Regions from separate parts of the Sus scrofa genome. Here region 2 is linked to region 1. The links are chromatin contacts, called in public HiChIP or PLAC-seq maps. All regions are on one chromosome and are shown on one strand. Each heading gives the region's core, a stretch centred on a gene start, on an enhancer-like site or on the middle of the called end of the contact. The rest is flanking DNA. Distances are from core to core; before and after follow the strand shown.

Region 1 (7,320 bases), core at 1,942-4,441:
AGAACCGGGACAGAAGCTTGGACCGCACTTCTTCCACGGCCCTTTCAACAGCCCGTCCCTTTTCTGGCAGAGCGGCCACAAAGGCCCTGGGCATAAGAGTTGTTCACTAAACAATTGCTCAGTGGATGAACAGAAATAGCTTCCTCTCCTTCCTCCCTGGTCTGAGTCAGCTGCAACCCCAGCCCATCCCAGTCCAGTTCTGTGTGCCCCCGATGGCACCCCAGCCCAGCCCAGCCCGGCCCAACCCTGGGCTGCCTCCAATGGACCCTGGACGCAGCCTTAGCGAGCAGCTTCTAATCAGCTGCCGGACCCATTTTTCACCCTCCTTTTCCTAGGAAATTGTGCAAGGATGGGCAATGGCAAGGGACATTTCATCATAACCTACTCAGGAAAAGAATCTGAAAGTGAATGGGTATCTGTACAGGTATAACTGATTTACTCTGTTGTATGCATGACACTAACACAACTTGGTTAGTTCAACTATATTCCCATCGCACTTTTTAAAAAAAGAAAATAATTAAAAACTAAACCAGGAGTTCCCGTCGTGGCTCAGTGGTTAAAGAATCTGACTAGGGACCATGAGATTGTGGGTTCAATCCCTGGCCTTGCTCAGTGGGTTAAGGATCTGGCGTTACCGTGAGCTGTGGTGTAGGTTGCAGACGCGGCTTGGACCCAAGTTGCTGTTGCTGTGGCTCTGGTGTAGGCCGGAGGCTACAGCTCTGATTTGACCCCTAGCCTGAGAACCTCCATATGCCTCGAGAGTGGCCCAAGAAATGGCAAAAAGACAAAAAAAAAAAAAAAAAAAAAAAAAAAACACTAAACCAAAAAATTGCTTAAAAATAAAAATCTTTATATTTTAAGATCTTTATTAGGTAAAGAACCCCTTAGGAGACAGAAAGTAAGATGATGCATCCCCTTCTGCCTCAGATGAGGCTTTCAGAACATAATATTGCTTCGATGCACCAAAAGAATCTATTCCACCCCTTTGTCATGATTCCATGGATTAAGTTATCCTGGGGGAGGGGGAGGGGTTTCAAGAAGCAGAGATCCCTTGATACCTGGAGGAAACTCTCATACTGTACCTGTGAAGGTTCCTGATGGACTTGTCACCTCTGGCCCAGCTCCTGCATTACAGCTGGAGCACAAGCTTTTTACCTTTATAACAAAGGCCATGTGACGACACAGGGAAAAGATACCATCTACAAGCCAAGGACAGAGGCCCATACCTTGGCCCCAGACTTCAAGCTTCCAGGACTCTGAGGACATAAATTTCTGTAGTTTAAGCCACCCCCTCTGTATATTAGCTTTGGCAGTCCAGGCTGACTAATACAGACTGCTCAGATGCAGGGGGACTAAGAATAGTCTCAGGCACCTGCTTCAAGGGACTGGCAGCTTAGAGGGTTTTCTGAAGAATCCACAAAATCCAACCATGAGACAAAGAATCAGGTTAATTGCCTACCAGGCCCAGCCAGGGGGATGCCAGCGTCCCACAGCGTTAACCAGGTGAGAACTTCCTGCTCCCCTTCCTTCCCCCTCTCCCACCAGGGGGCAGAAGCCTCAGTTAGCCAGGTGGAAGTACTGGGTGGGAAACCAGAAACTGACAACAGACTCCCTTTCCCAGCTCCCCCCGAGAGGCAGGGGAGGTGGTGGCAAAGAGGAGTGTCCGCTTGGAAGGAAGTTTGAAGGTCTGGGTTATTGCACAGACCTGGATGTATCAATTACTCAACTGAGACATTGTTGAAACTAGAAAGGTAAGCAAGCAGAAGAGCCAGGGACCTGCCCTAATTTTCACCCCAGGGCAAGGAAAGAGTAGGGCCCTACAAAAAAATTAAGGGGCAGAGATAGACAAAAATAAAGCTGGCTTCCTGCATATAGCCAGCGAGTCCTGTTTATTTAACATCTGTCCTCCCACCTATGTGGCAGCTTGGCCTGTCTCTGGCCAAGGAAGAGGTGACACACATTGAGCGATTATCATTCCAAATCCCTCCCTGTCCCCACCGGGCAGTTCCATCTTCTCGAGCTTGGCGAAAGCTGAGGACAACAGGCGAACCATTTAAGAGCGTCTGAGTTTCTGAAATGGATAACTCAGTGCTGCTGTTCGGCAAAGCCAGGGACGGAACGCCACACTCCAGGCCTCGTGACCCGGACAAAGAGACTCACTGCAAACCAAGCATTACTCACAGGGCTGGGCAGGCATTCGATTCACCTAATCCTGCAGAGTATTCAATCAGAATTGTGTTCAAACCCTGATTCTGCCCCCAGACAGCTGTGCGATCCTGGGTAAATTGCTTAATGTCTCTGTACTTCATTTGTAAAAAGGGGATGATTAAAGTTAACTCATCCCAGAGAGTTATTATGTAGAATTAATGAGGAAATAGAAGCAAACCATTTAGAACCTTGCCTGCCACCAGGTAAGGGACTCAGTACACATAGTTATCATTAGAGATCAAAGTCCTTCCAAGTGGAACCCTGCAGTAAGCTCGGTCTATTGTAAAGACCATTACACAAGAGGCACGGTGGTGTGCAGCACAGATTCTAGCACCAGGCTGCCTGGGTGGCACTCAGGCAAGAATGGAAAGCACGTTGTATTTTCTATAACTGCTATCAGGACAGTCAGCTCCACATAGTCATATGTCTACATGTCCGACACACAGAGTTAGCGCTTCATGATGGCAGCTATCATTAGAGGACTAGTCATCTCAACAAACCCACGGGGACCTTGACGTTTCCGGTCACCCAAAGACATCAAAGGCATGGAGTGGAGATCAGACAGGAAGAGTGCTTCCCTAGTCTAGAGGCTGCCGAACTTGACCTCAGTAGCTTTTTCATCTTTGTTTACCAGCAGACAGCGGCTCTCAAGCAAACAGGGTGTCTTGAAAGCAGAAAGCCATCCTCCTCTGGCTAGACCTGCAGCCGTGACCTCCAACCCCCACGCCCCACCAGCTGCTTCCAGACTCTCACCTGCGTTCCCTGGTCTGGTTCCTTCCTCCAGGGCAGGTCCCACCTGGCCAGGGAAAGGTGAGGTGCCACAGCCTTTCAGCCTCCATGGAGCCCAGCTCTCCCTGGGCCCATGTGTCCACTCAGCTCCCACTGCTCGGGGCCCCGAGGACTGCCAGAGGAGCAGGCGGAAAAGATGAAAAGCTGACACTCCCCGCAGGAAGTAATTGTTTAGCTGTTTTCAGCACTGAAAAAAACAAGCGTAACATTGGAGAAAGGAGAGCAAAGTGCCATTCAAGGCCATTGTCACGGCCTCCTCTCTGTGCATCGAGGAGACAAAGAGGCCCTGTGTGGGCGAGGACAATGCTCCGTGTTACCAGCCACTTCTGTGTTACTCCTGGGGACGGGAATGAGGCCACAGTGCCCTCCCGGGCCTGATGCTCACTGGACTTTGCTAATCACAGCCACCCGGCCAGTCAGCACTGGGAGAGCAACTTCAGACTCCCAGCCCACAGTGTTCTGTAATGGGGAGCAGGCGACACCCCATCAGGGGTGAGCACCTGGGTATGCGCCAGTCTTCTGGGCATGGCAAATTGCCAAGTACCCCTTTCCTTTCCCTTGCCTCCTCTCTTAACATGTTTTCAGAGACTCACCACAAGTTAGAGCTGAAAAAAAATCAGGGTGTCATCTCTTCAAATCCTCCAGTGCCGGCCTCAGGGCAGCCGCAATTGCTAAGACCAGATCATTCCTTACATAGTAGCGATTGCACCCCCTTATTAACCAGACACCCAGGTAGGAGCAAGCTCACAAAATGAGGCTCCTGACTTTAAATCCTGGTCCTGCTACTAATTACCCAAGCACTGTCCGTTTTTTTTTTCTCCCAGCCTTAGTTTTTCCACCTGTAAACTGGGATCATTCTTGGGTTAGTGAGGATTAAATGAGTTAATACATGTAAAACTCATAGAGAATTATGTGGCTTATAAAAATTGCTCTAGAAGCATGAATGACAAATTAGACGCTCACATTACACTTGCAATTTGCTTAGACTCATGAGGAGATGCTAAGGGCATGGCTGGAACCCCAGGATCTCAAACACCCAAATTCAGCCTCACCACCTATTATGGCCTAAGTTTTCCCCATTAGGTCCCTCAGGGAAGTTGGGCACCCAACAAATATCCACAGGGATAAGGCAGGTGACCAATGTATAGAGAGGACCAACGGCGACACTGCAGAGAGCAATGGGGACAGTGGGGATTCAAGCACTCGTGCCAGTGTTTGGGGGCAGCCAGGGCTCAGCTCTAGGCAACTGTTGTAACGTGAAAAGGTAGGAATGGCATGGCCAGGCCCGTCCATCTTTAAAGCAAAGCTGGAAAGCTAGATCTTTGTGTCAGATTTCCCTATTTTGAAACTGGTGTTTCCCGAGACACTGTTCATACAAAGTGAGCCTGGAATCATGCAGCTTGTGATGCCCGATCTGGACACAGAGGGCATTTCCAAGCCAGCACATATCTGTCATTTTCAGGTCTTCTGGCCTCAATTTGCCTGCAGTTTCCTGGTGAGATGATCAGGTCACTTTAAAGCCCCTCCTTGACCTGGAGCAAGTGGCACCAGATCAATAAAGATGAGCAGCCCTGTCTCCCTGGATACCTGCCCTCATCTCAGTTCATGAATTGGGAGTGAGGAAATGGAAAACCAGGGGCCTCTCCCTAAAGTGCCACAGCCCTTTGGCCTACTCCACCTACTGCTGGTGTTCCTCTGATAAAGCCTGGACTTAAGGGTGGGACCAAAGGGAAGACTGAGGGCTTAAGCCCCCATAATCTCCATCACCTCAAGTGCACATAAGTAGTCTAAGTGACCAAAAGTGCTTGCGAGGCACACACAACTTCCAAACAAGATTGCTCATAATGAGATAGCACTTCCCACCCACTGGGATGGCTATCCTCCAAAAGACAGATAATAACAAGTGTCAGCGAGGATGTGGAGAAACTGGAACCCTCAGACACTGCTGATGGGAATGCAAAATGGTGCAACTGCGTTTGCAGACAGTCTGGCAGTTCCTCAAAAAGTTAAACACAGAGTTACCATATGATCCAGCCATTTCACTCCTGGGTATACACCCCAAGAACTATGAAAACATAAGTCAACCCAAAAACTTGTTTGAAAGTGTTCATGGCAGCATTACTGATGACAGCCAAAAGGCAGAAACAACCCAAGTATCTATCAACTGATGAACGGAGACACACAGTGTGGTATATCCACACAATGGAAATTATTCAGCGGTCAAAAGGAATGAAGTACTGGAGCTCCCATTGTGGCTCATCAGTTAACAAGCCCAACTAGCATCCATGAGGACAAGGGTTCGATCCCTGGCCTCGCTCGGTGGGTTAAGGATCCAGCGTTGCCGTGAGCTGTGGTGTAGGTCACAGATGCAGATGTGGCTCAGATCCCGAGTTGCTGTGGCTCTGATTGTGCCCCTAGGCAGGAACCTCCATGTGTCACAGGTGCAGCCCTAAAAAGACAAAGGACAAAAAAAAAAAAAAAAAAAGGAATGAAGTCCTGATACAGCCATAAAAACATTAGGACAACCCACTCAAACATTAGGCTGAGTGGAAGAAACTATTCAAAGACCACATATCATAAGATTCCATTTATATGAAACGGCCAGAAGAGGCAAATCTACAGATACAGAAAGGAGATGAGAGGTGGCCCAGGGCTGGGTGTGATGAAAAGAGTTGGCAAGATAATAGCTAAAGGGTATAGTTTCATTTTGGGGAATGAGGAATTTATTCTAAAATTGGCTGTGTGATAGTTACACAACACTGTGAGTATACTAAAATCCATTCAACTGTACAGGTTCAGTGGGTAAATTGCACATGTGAATTACATCTCAATAAAGCTGTTACCAAAAAAAGAACCTCAAGGAGTTCCTTCCCTGGGGCAATAGGATTGGCAGCATCTCTGGAGCACTGGGGTGAGGGTTCGATCCCTGGCCTGGCACAGTGGCTTAAGTATCTGGCAGTGTGGCAGCTACAGCATAGATCACAGCAGTGGCTCAGATCTGATCCCTGGCCTGGGAACTTTTGCGAGGTAGCCAAAAAAAAAAAAAAAAAAAAAAGAAATTCAAAACTAAGATTGCTGCCTTTAATCAAACCTTCTATTAAAAAATTCTGTATCCAGGGTTTCCCATTGTGGCTCAGCCCAACTAGTAACCACAAGGATGTGGGTGGGTTCAATCCCTGGCCTCGCTCAGGGGGTTAATGATCCAGCATTGCTGGGAGCTGTGGTGTAGGTTGCAGATGAGGCTCCAATCCCACGTTACTGTGGCTGTGGTGTAGGCCAGCAGCTGTAGCTCCGATTAGACCCCTAGCCTGGGAATTTCCATATGCCGTGGGTGTGGCCCTAAAAACCAAAAATAAAAAAAAAGGGGGGGGAGAAAAAATTCTGCATCCATACAGCTTTCTTCACAACAGCCCCAATGAAGAAGACAGGGCAAGAGCTCTGAAGGGACGTTTTTCTCAAAGGTGCGGGGATCAAACAAGGGTACCCACCCAGGACTGTCCCAGGGTGAGCGCTGGAACTCTGCGTCCCAGCACATCCCTGAGGAAACGGAGACAGCTGATCATCCTGATGCCCACTCTTCCTCAGAGCACAGGAAAGCTCTGCCCTTCGCGCTGCCAATGGCTAGAACCATCTCCAGGTAAATAAACCTGCCCCATTTTAGGTACATTCAGCCTTGAGCTCCCTCTAATGGTCAAAAGGTATTTTTATTACTGGTCTTAATTTACAGATGAGGAAACAGGCTCGGTGATAAAATACATTTCCAGAAGCACACAGGAGCCAGAAATTGAAGCTGGGTCTTTTTCCAAAGCCCAAATTACCCCTTCCGCTTGTCCTCTTGTCTCTGACCACACCCTGGGTTGATTGTCCGGGAACACCATTAGATTGCTCTTGCCCTCTGGGGAAGGTAATCAGACATCCAAGACAGAAGGAGCATGAGTTTTCAGCTATAGGAAGACAAGGAGACATGTAGCATTTGGTGGTTGAGTGCACTGGGGCTGGACTACTCACGTTTGAATCTGGGCTGTGCCCAAATCAGCTGTGTGACCTTGGACATGTTACTTAACTTCTCTGTGCCTCGGTTTCCCCATATGTAAAATGGAGGAAATTATAGTACTCTGTGGCGGGGGGGCTTATGGGAAGTGAATAAATCAGTAAGTATAAAAGGATTAGAATAGAGCCTGGTGCATTTGTTAAATCTATTTAATACATTTATTTAATAAGAAAAAATTTTAAATACGTGAAAGCAAGCAGAGATCTATATACTCAGAATTAGAAGGAAAATCAGACTAGGCCTAACAAAACCCAGGTAGTGAGGTCAAATCA
Region 2 (7,320 bases), core at 2,760-5,259, 1.3 Mb after region 1:
CCCAACTCACACTTTCTTTTGAAAGACAATGCCCAAACTGCAGTCTTTGATGGAATCAGCCCTGTGTACTCTAAACTACAACTGACCTACATTGGGTCATCAGCTTCTCTGCCCAGGAAATCTGGAATTAGATCACAGAAATGATGGTGTGCACTTGAACTAAAGTGAAAACACAATGGAGCATAAAGGGCCTGAATCAGCATTAAAGCAAAGCAGGCTGATACGACCGAGAAAGAAAAGCCATGAGTAAGCAGACTGTTATGTTCAAGAGAAGACGAAAATCTCCATTTTTACCAAAAGTTCCCAGTTGTTAAATGTTATCAATAAATTTAATTTTCTTCCAAAATGACATATGGTAGGATTTGGAGTCCTACTACAGACCTCTTTGTCCTTTTACAACTTTCTAGATTTTTACCCTTCCCCAGATATGTTTGTTTAACATCTACATATGCAAGGCCTGAAGCTATATATTGGGTGAGGCCCTATAAACACGGTATCTCATTTATTTTTCTACACACGTTATTTTAAATTCAACATGTTATTCCTCAGGGACAACTTAAGACCACTGTTATTAACATCTTAGTAATTATTAACTCCAAACCAAGCCATCTTCTCCGAAATGGCAGCCATGGAAACAATCACTTAGGGTAGGTTGAAGACTATTTGCAAATGCTTTGCCAATTATGTAAATGTCACATCTGGCCCCCTTTATATCTGCTCTTCTTTTAGCCTGGGAGGGCTACCACCTCCAGAAAGCCTGCTTATGTTGTCCCTTAGCATCCTGAACTTAGTCCCTCAGAGCTCACTGCACACACGACTGAAATCATGCCCTAGTTTTTACATCCCCATAACTTTAAGGATAAAGCTCATACAGAATTTAGGGCTGCCTCTCCAGAAGCTGAACATGACTAAATGGGCCATGTGCTAAAATACTAGGAATCTGTTCCTCCAGCAGGCCACCTACTTTTCAAGCAGCTACCATGTACCTCACATCTGGGGCTCATTCCTTCACTCTGTTTGAGTTGAATGGTAATAGTCTTCGTGAACACTATAGTTGTGTGGCTCTGGGAGTTCCACTCAATTTCTCTGAGGCTTAGTATTCTTGTCGAATAACAAGGAAGATAATGCCAACTTCACTAGGCTTTTGTGAAAACTGAAAGAGATTCTACCAAGTGCTAAGCACATGGCATATGCAGTAGTTCATAAAAACGCTGCCAACAAACATTTTTAAGAAAACAAAACTTCAAGTGACTTCCCACCTGACAGACTTTTAAATCCTGGATGGACATATGAAAGAGGAAATAACTCAATAACTGAACCTAATTCACATAGTCTATAGATGACCAAACAGTTGCTTAATTTTATGAAACCTAAGTTTCCACTATGCTCAGACAAAAAGGAACACCATACATCCATGCTTTATAATGCAAATAGTATAAGGATTGCCACAAGTGTTCATCATGGCAAAACAAAAACCTGTATGTGAAAGGCGAGGAGACAAATTTTGGCTCAGTATTAAGAAAAAAAAAATCCAAGATTTCCCAATAACCTAGAGTTACCCAACAACACACAGCCATCAGCTTATGGGGCAGAGAGAATAAAACGCCCCGCCTCCACCCCAGAGATGTAGTATGTCCTAACCCCAACCTATGAGTATGTTACAACGAGGGGGAATTAAGGTTAAAAAAGAAATTAAGACTGCTAAAGAGCTTCACCTTGAAATGGAGCAAGAATCCTGGATCATCCAGGTGGGCCCAATATAATCACCAGGGATTATATTGGGAGGGAGGCACTAGGAAACACACAGCTTCCTTGGTATTCCTCACAGATGATGTCCAGTTAGACAAGTTGTTCACGGTGTGTTATAGGGTAGGCAAAATGTCATGATGCATCAGTGAAGAATTGCCTAAGAGTTTCCAAAGGCAGCAGTCCTTAAATTGGGTCTCAGGAGAACCCCTGACACTGCATGCACATTTTGGAGTGTAACTACACTTTGCCCCTTTCTCTGTAGAGAGGGTCTAAAACAGTCAAAGATTCTCAAAAGGAACTGTTTTATAAATAAGATTAAGAACACTCTTCCCACAATATTTCTAACACTGAGCTCTTCCTACTCCATGATTTTCTCAGAGAGCAAGTCTCAAAGTGTACTCTATAAACACCAACATAAAACATCAAAATGCACCGAAGGTTGTTTGTAAAATGCAAATTGCTTAGCTCTACCCCAGACAGAATCTCTGGGAGCTGTAGAAAGTTCAATATTTAACAAACTGGAGGAAGGGAAGACAGTAAATTGTAAACACAGTTAAAAACAAACAAAACAAAACAAAAAAACCCACTGCTCCAAGAGGTATTTTTTAAACATTAAGTAGAAAAAATTGAAATAAACTGTTCTCATTACAGGATCATAAAATCTCAGCGCACTCATCATACCCTGTAACTTTGTGTAAATATTCTTCTGTTCTGAGCTTCAGAATATGTGGGCAATGCCTACTGCACCTAATTTTTCATATTACAATTCATCCTGCGGAGGAGTGACTAAAGACTGGCAGAAAATACATCACACTCAAAATCCGCCCCACCCCCATCCTCATGTAAAGAAAAATAATGCAGGGCACACTACAGTATATACCATTAAACACCGTAGGAATTGTGTTAGCTCTGTCAATATCACTACTTAAAGACAACTTTCAACAATAAGTTTTGTAAACAATGAAGAATTTCAATGGCAAATCCAGTTCTACAAGGGTTAAATCATAACCCACTGCAGTTGCCCAGCGACAGACAGTGCAACCTGAGAGGAATTCAGGATGAAGCACTGGGTGTTTTGGATAAAGAGGCCCTTAGATAATTCGAAACACATTTCAAGAAGAATTTTAATGATCCTGAATTCTTATATCTTCCCATTCATAGAAAAATACTAAAACCATTAACCTGAGATATCTGCTCTTTGTGATTAGCAGTAATCTTTTATCAACCTGTATGCCTAACCGCATTTATCTCCTAGCCAAAAAATTCACATACAATCTGGCTTCTCTACCTCTGCAGAGCGGCTGTCTCCCAGGCTAAAATCCTCACTCATATTCTGAATAAAACTTAAAACTCACAACACTTGGGCGGCCTGGCTTTAAGTCGACACTTCTTGGTAAGCTTCTCCCCCTAAATTTCCACTCTTTCAAGCCATGTTTCGCATAAAACATTTTTCCGGACCTATGCCTATGATGCCTAGACATTTACAAATTGAGTCCTTTACCAGTACTCGCGTGAGGCAACCCCGCTGGCCTCTAAGATCTTCCAGTAGACAAGGGTGAAAACAATGAATAAAAACCACTAACGTGACGTCTAAATCTCAGCAAACTTGGGCAACTTGACAACTCTAAAGGAAACTAACAATGACTAGGAAGGGGCTTGAGAGAGGCCGCACAACCCCAAATCCAAGGCAAGGTCACGGAGAAGCCATACCAACCAGGAGGCCAGGGAACGGAGTCAAATTCTCCTAGCTTCCAAAAAACCCTTTGCGGCATGCACGAGGCCAAGTCAGCAGAACCCTCCCCGAGACAAAGCCAAGGGAGCGGGGAGGCTCCGGGCACCTCCACACCCAGGTGCAGGCCCTTAATCAAAAAGCCCCTGCCCCAGGCCCGTTGCTCAGATGCACAGAGGAGCTGAGCGCGTCCCGGCCACTCACCCCAAAGAGACTGCGTGCTGTGATACCATCTCCAACTAGCTCCGCGGCCGAGAGACCATCCAGCAGCTCCCTTCACCAGCCCCGGGCAGTTGCCAAAGCCCAGGAGGCAACGCATCACCCGCGGGTCACAGCCTAGCCTCCAGGAGGCCGCCATCTTCCCAGCCTTCTCGCGGGCTGCCCTCAGCACAGCCTGTTCGCCCAGTCATCAAGGCCCTACAAGGCCCCGCCTCCCACCCCGTTGGACACGCCCCCTGGACGCCCGCGACTCGTAAACCGCAGGAATCAAGCAGCTCTTCTAGCTCCGCCTCCAAACTCGTTGGCCTCGCCTCCCGGTCATGAGGCTGCGCGGTTGGGCCTCCGGTCAGCGAGGCCCTCCCGGACCCGCCTTTCGTCTTGTCCGCCCCGCCTCCGGACTGCCCTCCACACCGCCTGATTGCATTTCTGGCCTCGCCGTGTTAGCCCCAACTGAGGGCCGGGAGCAAAGCCTTGCGAAGACCGGAGGGCGCGGGTACCTCTGCTCCCGGCCATGTCTGGCTGTCACGCTCCAGAGGGAGACTGTAGCTCGCGGCAATGCCTCGCGCAGGTAGGGGCGGGGCCGCCGGCGCCTTCTATTCCCTGGAAGCGAGGCGCCTGCGGGGCTCGGCGGCGGAAGCTAGGCGCGGGCGGGGTGGGGTTTCGGGCCGGACCCAACGGGACCCTCGCGCACCGCGGTTTCCGCTGCGGGTGCTGACCTAAGTCCCCGGCTCCCGCTGAGGTCTTTGCTCCACCGGCTGGGGTTCTCTGGAGACAGGAGCTGGGCACCAAACCTTGAATAAGGAAAAATAACGGAGGAGAGCGGTATTAAGTGTGTATTTCAAAGTAACTTCTCATGAAGACCGGGGAAACGTGAAGCCGCGGGTGAAACGGAGCTCAGACTATGAGCTCTTCTGCGCCCTGGCGACCAGCCTGACATTTGGCGCGTAGTAGGTACTTGGGAAACGTCCCCGAGCCGGATCTGTTCAGTAGCTGGCACTTTCTCTGCGCAAGTTGCTCTTTGCCTGCTTCTGTTTAGATTGGTTGTGGGATGATCTAGGAAGGATTTTTCCTTAAGCAGAAGTCACAGGAAGATTCCACCCTCGGGCTGCACATAACTTTTCATTCACTTCTGCATGCCAACAATTTATGGAACACCCATGTGCTCAGGGTGGTAATTAAGACAATGGCCTGGGTTCTGGAGGAGAGCTAGACCAGTAAACCATTACAAGTGAGAAGCGCTGCTGAAGAGACTGGGAATTCCCCCTCAAATCACGACCTGATTCTTTATTCCTCCTGTTATTCTTCCTTGGGGCAGAAGGTCCCAATTAAAAAGTAAAAGGTGGCAGATTTTATTAGGAAAAACTTATCAGCCAGTATTTCTGTGAATAAATGACTTTCCAGAGATGAGCAAAGTCACTTGTTTTCTTCCTCTCACTTATTACAATTTACGTATTTATTCCTCTTTTCACTGCCAACTAAAAATTGTCACCCACCCGCTGCCTCCACAAGGTTTAGGTCATTAGCCGCTGCAGTCAGCCGCTGACCTTCAGCACACTCTTGAAAGAAGGCCAGGGAGATCAGGAATGAGGCACTCTGTGTTCTGTGAAAAACTGGCAGACTAGGCCTTCTGATAGTTAGATATTTTCAGGAGATTTTATGACCCCAATTTCTTGTGTCTTCTCATATCTAGAAGAGCAGTAAGATCATTAATGGTGCCATCTGCTCCTCATGATTAGTGAAATCCTCTGCAGAAGCAGGTGCTTGATTTCAGGTATCCACCTTCCCCAAATCACATATATACTGAACTCCCCCCCCCCGCTTCTAGCAGTTCCTCCCTCGGCGCTGAGAGGCTGTCTCCCAGGCCTCATTTTGCCTCAAATAAAATTTAACTCATGACTCACACTGTGCCTTTTTTTTTCAGTCAACATCACTTTTTTAAAACTGCTTCCTAGAGTATAAATTCCTTCAGTGCGGAGACTTTGTCTTATTCATGGCTGAACTTCCAGGATGTGCTTGATGCATGGTAGGCACTCAAATATTTATGACCGCATCACTAACCACTTAGCTGCTCAGCCAACTGAAAACTTGGAATTCCTTGAAGCCTTCCTTTCCTTCAGTTTTCTTACCCAAAGTCCATCCTTTCTATTTAACTTTTTTTTTTTTTAGGGCTGCACACACTGCATGCATGGCATATGGAGATTCCAGGCTACGGGTCCAATCAGAACTACAGCTGCTGGCCCTACACCATAGCCACAGCAGCTGGGAATCTGAGCTGTGTCTGCGACCTACACCACAGCTCACGGCAACGCCAGGATGCTTAACCCATTGAACGAGGCCAGGGATCGAACCCGCAACCTCTTGGTCCTAGTCGGATTCACTTCCCCTGTGCCACGACGGGAACTCTGTCTATTTAACTTAATTATCTTCCAAATCCATCTCTGCCATCGCTCCCTTACAATTTCATTTTGAAGCTGTTTCCACAGCCTCTCTGATGGTCTGCTCCTTTCTTGATCATCACCCTTTAGCCTCTTCTCTCTACTGCCACGTAGAAATGTTTCAAAAATAAAATCTGATCGTGTCATCTTTTATTTAAAACTGCTCAGTGGTTATCAACCATCTAGAGCATAAAGTCCAAACTCCTGTGCATAGCATGGGCAATCCTTATAGTCTTTTCCCGTCCCCTCTCCATCTCACAGAACCTAATTCCAGTTCCAACTACTCAGAGTTCTGTCTGACGAAAATGCCCTTTCTCCTCTTCATCTACCTTCACACCTCATCTCCTTCATTAGAACTCAGCTCAGGGGAGTTCCTGTCATGGCTCAGCGGTAACGTACCAGACTAGTATCCATGAGGAAACGAGTTCGATCCCTGGGCTCGCTCAGAGGGTTAAGGATCCAGCGTTGCTGTGAGCTGTGGTATAGGTCATAGACGTGGCTCCGATCCCAGTTTGCTTTGACTGTGGCTGTGGTATAGGCCAGCAGCTACAGCTCCAATTCTACCCCTAGCCTGGAAACTTACATAATGCCACAGGTACGGCCCTAAAATGACAAAAAAACAAAAATTAAAAACTCAGCTCAGCATCCCTTCCTCTCTGAAGCCTTTCTAACTCCTGCTCCCTTACACCAGTAGCTTCTACTCCAATAATGCCCTGGACCATCATGTTTTCTACACTGCTTTGTCACTTCACAACTGTTAATAACTTCTTTACTAGAGTTAGAGCCCCCAAATGTAAAGATTTTATCTTACTCTTGTTTATTTCTTCAGGGCCATCAGTAAAGTTCTGCTGAATGAATGAATGAGGGCTATAGCATAAATACCCAAAAATCTACATAGAGCAAATGCCACGGTGCAGAGTTTGAGGAAGGAATGATCACTTCCTGCTGAAATGATAAGAGAAGGAATCCTAGGGGATGTGAATCAGAAGCCTGGTGTAAAGGCTCATGAGCAGGAGTTTGACCGCCAGAGCTGGGATGAATGGAGATCCCACATGAGCAATAACCGAGCAAAGAGAAAAAAGTGTGTTCTTGGCTGGCAGGAAAGTGTGTCTTAGACATCTACTGCTATGTAACAAGTATCCCCAAATGTAGGGATACACACAAGCGTTGCCTCACACAGTTTCTGAG

Evidence for each region. HiChIP or PLAC-seq counts read pairs in DNA pulled down with a chosen protein or histone mark.
Region 2: an H3K27ac HiChIP or PLAC-seq map of alveolar macrophages shows a contact between it and region 1. The contact joins the promoter of APIP here to the promoter of PRR5L in region 1. A contact is called at or near these places in 1 of 5 promoter capture datasets (fetal skeletal muscle) and 1 of 2 datasets of contacts at active chromatin or transcription factors (alveolar macrophages).

What each region holds. Positions count from the first base shown.
Region 1 is chr2:24,809,451-24,816,770 of Sscrofa11.1, forward strand. PRR5L (proline-rich protein 5-like) reads right to left here and starts at 3,192. Exons shown (of 11, transcript XM_021083180.1): 1 at 2,962-3,192.
Region 2 is chr2:26,091,011-26,098,330 of Sscrofa11.1, forward strand. APIP (methylthioribulose-1-phosphate dehydratase) reads left to right here and starts at 4,010. Exons shown (of 8, transcript XM_003122870.3): 1 at 4,010-4,265. The coding sequence starts at 4,209. PDHX (pyruvate dehydrogenase protein X component, mitochondrial) reads right to left here and starts at 3,885. Exons shown (of 13, transcript XM_003122869.4): 1 at 3,683-3,885. The coding sequence starts at 3,836.